Regions from separate parts of the Gossypium arboreum genome. Here region 1 is linked to region 2. Evidence: chromatin contacts called from public Hi-C data. All regions are on one chromosome and are shown on one strand. Each heading gives the region's core, a stretch centred on a gene start, on an enhancer-like site or on the middle of the called end of the contact. The rest is flanking DNA. Distances are from core to core; before and after follow the strand shown.

The links. A called contact is a pair of places that touch in the nucleus more often than the background predicts.
Region 1: a contact with region 2 is called in a Hi-C map of leaf, with 2.0 times the contacts expected there. The contact joins the promoter of LOC108486201 here to the promoter of LOC108476525 in region 2. A contact is called at or near these places in 2 of 5 Hi-C or Micro-C datasets (both in leaf).

The regions. Positions count from the first base shown.
Region 1 is chr3:8,942,949-8,946,045 of ASM2569848v2, forward strand. It overlaps LOC108486201 (ADP-ribosylation factor GTPase-activating protein AGD3-like), which reads left to right and starts at 1,369. Exons shown (of 20, transcript XM_017790101.2): 1 at 1,369-1,779; 2 at 2,064-2,478.
Region 2 is chr3:8,641,593-8,644,581 of ASM2569848v2, forward strand. LOC108476525 (sterol 14-demethylase-like) reads right to left here and starts at 1,626. Exons shown (of 3, transcript XM_017778748.2): 1 at 1,244-1,626; 2 at 427-911. The coding sequence starts at 888.

The sequences.
Region 1 (3,097 bases), core at 119-2,618, 300 kb after region 2:
TCTTCATAAAAACAAGTTTAGGATTGAAGATTACCTTTGATTCGCTCTAGATTCGTTGATTGAAAATCTTGATTTAAGAAACTTGAGAAATTTTAGAATATTCTTAGCTACTTTTGAAAATAATTTCGGATGAATTGAGAGTGTATTTTGAAAAGAAAATTGGCTGGATCTATTATTTGATAATAGATCTTTAAAACCATGCAAAGAAAACTAATTTTATAACTTTCTAATTTTATGTAAATGGTGTGAAAAGCAGGTTAGATGCATTGTGCTTAAAACTGAAACAACTCACCAAAAATTTAAAATTTGGGGAATTTGCCTAATTGCTACTCCCACATTTCCCTTACTTTGCCAATTGATTATTTCCCTAAAAAATTTCAAATTTTAAGGTTTATTTGCCAAATAAGTACTCCAAAATTTCCTTATTTTACAATTTAATCTAATTTAATTAATATTTAAATTTAACTTAAATTAACCCCAATAAAAATTATTTAAAATATTTTTCGATCCAAATAATTATTTTCACTAATAATTATTCAATTACTTTAAAATTAATTTTCCAAAAATATTTTTATTTTTTCAGCTTATTGTTTAATTGATTTTAGATGAAATTAACCTTCTAAATTAAATTAAAAATTACTAGAAGCCCCATAAATTCCTAGTTTCACGCTAGGAACTCGAAAAATATACTCAAAACTATTAGACTCGGTTTAGGGATATTACAACTAATCATACATGTTACTCGCTGAGATTGTCCCAAGACGACTCATTTTTGGTACATGATGTGATGGGTGTTGATTTAATGGTTATACACTAAACATCATTCTAATTAAGTAACTTCCCACAAAGATCTACTAAAGTTAGAATGATGGCCAAATGCGAAGCAATTATTAGTACGTGTGAATACTTAAGAAATTAGGTTCACGTATTAATTAGATGGAAATTCATGTTCTTACTAGTTGATTAATATTACCCCAATGTGACTTAATTCAATGTTTGTAGGAATTATCGTTGCAACGACTTACAAATATTTTCAAGATTTAATTTAAACGTATGCATCATCTTAATGCATATTAAATATTGCAAAAGGCTTTTCAAATATTTGTTTAATACAAAAATATTAATTAATGAATATTTTATTTTTAATTTGAAAATGATACTTATTCACTTACTAAACATACTTAGTAACAACAAACTGAATGAAAATAACTAAGGGATAGAATAGGAACTTCATAATTGTTATGAGCTGTGACAAAGAACAAACTGAATGAAAATAAGGAATACAACAGGAATTTCATGATTATCATGAACTGTAACAAACTAAAACAGTTATTGATAATAATTGTTCTCCGATCACTGAAGCCGAGACTAGAAAACGTTGAAAGAAATTTGATAAAGTAGCTCGTTGCTACATTCTAGCAAGCATGACCATCACCTTTTATAAGAATCCATGAAAATAGGTAAAATAGTCGGCAAAGCAATCAAGAGCCTCCATCTTTTTAGCTCGAATAAAATGACTGTCATACCAAAAAGGAAAAAATCCCAATCAAACATGTTCTCATATCCCACTAACAAAGCTCGAGAAATGCTATCCCGAAATATAGAACTTAACATATGATGGACGAAAAGCAAATTTAGGTCCCAAGAAATACTGTCTCAAAGAGCAGAGGAGAGGATCTATCATCTCGACTGCCCAGAACAAAAATGCCCACAACAAATGTCATGTTCAATTGTTGCAGATATTTTGGGGGCGGTGATGAGTTGAGTAACTGTGCTCAAGTAAGGCTGAAATTTCTTGGTTGCCTTTCCATTACAATTTTAATTTTCAGGTCCCCACCCTTCGCCCTCCTCTCTTTCCACCGATTCATAATATATATGCTAGATATTTTGATCACCACCAAGTCTCAGAGAAATTTACATTTAGAAAGAATAAATATTCGAATTTATAAAAAATTATTATGATTAATTAAGATTTGGAACATATATGAATACAATGGATGGAAATGTAATCTATGCAGATTGCGTTCAATTATCCAAAAAGAATGATAATTAAAATTTGGCAGGTGACGGGACCGACCGGAGCAAGAAAATCAAAATGGAAGAGGAAAGAGAGTAGTTCTAGTTTGGGTCCCGCTTCCTCGATTGCTGAGTTAGCGAGACAGAAGCATCTTTCAGTTTCTATGATCTACTACCACTCGCTCATGGCGCGTTATTTTCCAATCTCCCACCAATTCAAACTTCAAAAAGTAGATATTTCATTACACGCTTCTCCACTTGCACTCTTCACCTTTCTCTTTTCCCTTTTTTTTCTCTCTGAATGAGGGAGGGGTAAGGAAGGTAGCTCCTGTCAGAAACACACAGTCGTAACGCCGTTTTCAAGAACATCCTCGAAACGACGACGTAGGTTTTGGTATCCACAGCACGCTGTTAAAAATTTTGGCTCCACCAAACGAAATCGTAGATTAAAAGGAAAAAAAAGTAAGGGAAGGGAAGGGCTAATTATGTCTGTGTGTTTTCGCTTTTATCTAAGTTGTCTTTGTGTCTCACCTTCACGCATGTTATGGACATTTTTTAGGTTTAATGTATGGAAAATGGACTAATTAATTTCTTTTTCTTTTTCCTTTTTGTTTTAGTTTCTTCCTCACTCACTCACTCTCTCAATTCCCAAGGCTCTCACCCTTAAAAACAACCTCCACTTCCTCTAATCAAAATCTTATGTTTTCTTGTCCCTTCCTTCCTCCTCCACTTTCTCTTTTCTAGGGTTTTATTTTATTTATCTTCTTTCGGTTATATATATATTTTTTACCTTTCGTTGTGTTAAATTGAAACCTCAAAGCAAATAGTATTACACATAAAGCGAAAAAAAGAACTGTAAACAAGATTAAAAAAAAAAAACTTTCTGTTAAATTAAATGCCGTGAAATCCATGTGAATCGAGTTGATGGAGCTGAATTTCTTGCTCTGGAAGCCGACTGTTGTCAAGTCACCTCGTCTTTACTTTTTGGGAGGGTTTGAATCAGAGTGAAGGGGAGATCTCAGGGGTTTAGTCTTATTCTACGAAGGATCGAGCATTGATGTAATGTTAATTAAGATTTTAT
Region 2 (2,989 bases), core at 376-2,875:
AGCATGTTAAGCACAACAAATCATCAAGTAATAACGACCCTTCACACTCATCAAGGAAACAGTAGGAAACATAGATTTTATGCACGAATCACAAGAACACGAAATATGACATTGATTTTAAAGAAAGCAATATCAATGTTCAAAATAACTTTATAAGCATGTGCAGCTTGTATTTCACATAATCCACATTCCACAATGAAACAAACAAACCAATTTTACTTAACTGGATTCGTTTATCACCCACCAAACTACAATTTACTCGAAAACATAAATGCAAACTCCATGTCAGGTAAAACTTCATTTTCCCTAGTCAGATACTATGGAATTGTTGTCGCTTCTTTATGAGGGGTCAGATACGGGATCATCCAATAATGCACAATATATAAACAAGCACAACACGAACCAAATTCATAGCAAACTACTCACCTCAGCTTCAGTAACCATCTGATCTACATAACCCTTAAGTTTATTAACTCGAAGGGCCTCCGTAAAGAACCGGAACTGCTCTTGCCTTATTGAGTAATCCACATCAAACACCACACCAGGGCCGAAAGTCGGCACATTGAACTGATAAACTTCCTGTTGGCTGAGGTCTGATTCTGAAGCCTTAAAGAAGTGTGCTGAAACCTCAGGTCCGATCAAGAAAGTTATCTTCTTGTTAAACATGTTCAACGTGAAAACACTGCCGAGCTTTGGGTACTCCTCCCGGATCATCACGATGGGCCCTTTCATGAATCGAAGGAGCCCACCAATTACAGGCCAGCTTTTGATTACTGGCGGCACCTGCCTCTTAGATCTGGGCATTATGAGGAACGATATGAGTTTGGCCACTACTAGAGTGGCAACTATGAGAATACCCATGTTCAAAAACTTGTCGTCTGCTTCCATGGTGCCTCGGATTTGATAATTTCCTATCAGTAATCAGCTGAAAATCAAATAAAAGTAATAATTGTAAAACTTAAATATAAAAATTAAGCTAAGGAGAAGAATCTTTAATCAATACTGTTAGTCAAACGTTTGACTAACATGAGTCACTGAAAAAGAAAAGCAAAAGCCTAAATCGTTGTAGCAATCTTTCGTTATATAAAATTATTTTTTGCAGGAAAATCAACAAGAATGTGACGGAGAATCCAATGAAAGTTAACCAAAATGTAAGAAAATAAACCTTACAAATAATGTAGGAACCCAAGAAATTAAAGATAAAAAACGAAGAGATTAAAGCTAAAAAATGAAGATTAAGTACCTAATTTGAGATTCAGAATGCAGGAGATCGGCAAAGAAAAAGGAACAGAAAGAGAGAGTCACGTAGATTAAAGAGAAAAGTAACAAACTGGGAGAATCATTTTTCTTCTCTGAATTTCTCAGCACCGAGAAAAATGGTTAGACAAAGTTGGTTTTAGTGAGGGATTAGTGGAAGTAAGGAGTGTTTATATAATCGAACCGAGCCGTGATTTGTCCGGAGCCGGTTTGGGAGGCCGAGTTGCATGGGCGCTCGTTGATTCTGGTAAAACCTGTGGGTCACCAAAGCCAAAGGGGCAGTTTTGACGTTGACGTGGGGTCTTATAATTGGACGAGAGGACTTTGGTTGCAAAATTTATAATCCTTGCTGTTTTGTTTGGTTGCATACGATAACACGTGAGAAGTCGGGAGGAAAGAAATTTGATACATAATTAAGGGCAAAGGAACAAATTTAGGGTAAGTGGGAGGTGTCAGACCCAAATTAGAAAACTCAAGATCCCAATATCAAATCAACCAACTTGATTCATCCCAATTAATTAAATCCAAATTCATCCTAACAATCAAGATTTTAGTTTCTGGAAGACAGACATCTCTCGTTTCCGTTAATTGTATCAATTAAATCGAAAATTAATTAATATATTTATTTAGATTTAGAAATTTAACCAAATTTTGTGTAAATTTTTTATAAATTTTAAATAATTTATTTAATTGATACATGATGATATAACTGATTCGATTATTGATCTAATTTTTAAAACCATGTTTTGCAACTCCTGGGTAGTCTTTTATTTCCTTATTGGTGCTCAACTTCCTCCTTTCATCAGTCTTTGAGCTTTTGTTTTTTAAAGTAGCTTTTTTGCTCAATGGCCCAGCATTTAAATTTCGCCTGCATCGTGTCTCATTCTCCTTGTCTTGCGCCTTTATTGATTTAGTCCACCATCCTCTAATGTTGTCACACGCCAGCCCCTTTTCAGCTTTCGTCCGACACCTGGAGTCCAAACACATCCCCACTCCGTCTTGTCGCTTTTAGTCTCAGTCACCAGATTGCTTGGATCTCTGATCGGAGATCTCTAGATGTTGCATTTAAGCCTTAACCTTAAAAGTTTTGATTGTTACCATGGTTGTTGACTCCATATCAATGATGTTATAGACCAATAGACTGATCCAGAGAGTAACTAAAAACCATTTGGACTGTTTTTGGGAAATTTGGGTTTGTATTGCCTGGACCAAGCTGAAAAATAAAAAGCCCAACCAACTCAAAACCATAAAGCCCAAAACATTTGTAATTTTCGGCCCAAAAGGAAAAAAAATGGTAATTAAAAGAGCAAAGGAAAAAATAAAAAATAAAACACTACTCCCTAGGCACCCACGCCACTCACTAGTCAATCCCTCCTAGGCTTAAGTTAGATGGGGTGTGTTTACCTCCGGGGAGGTTAAAAACAGCGATGGCAGTGAGATTAGTTACTGTAGCGGTAATATTGGATACTGTAGCGGTGAGATTAGAAACAATGATGGAGTGTGTGTTTGGATTCAAACGCAGTTGTAGCGGTGAGGTGAAAATAAAAATGACTATTAAGGACACCATATTAGAATTAATATATAATAGAAGTTTTTAAATTATTTTACTTATATAAAATTATTAAAATATGTGAATTTATAAATTTATTTAATAAAATATTAAAATTTATCTTCCAACATTTTATTATAAATATTTTAATGAATTTGGCAGAGGTATTTCTTCCCCGTTATC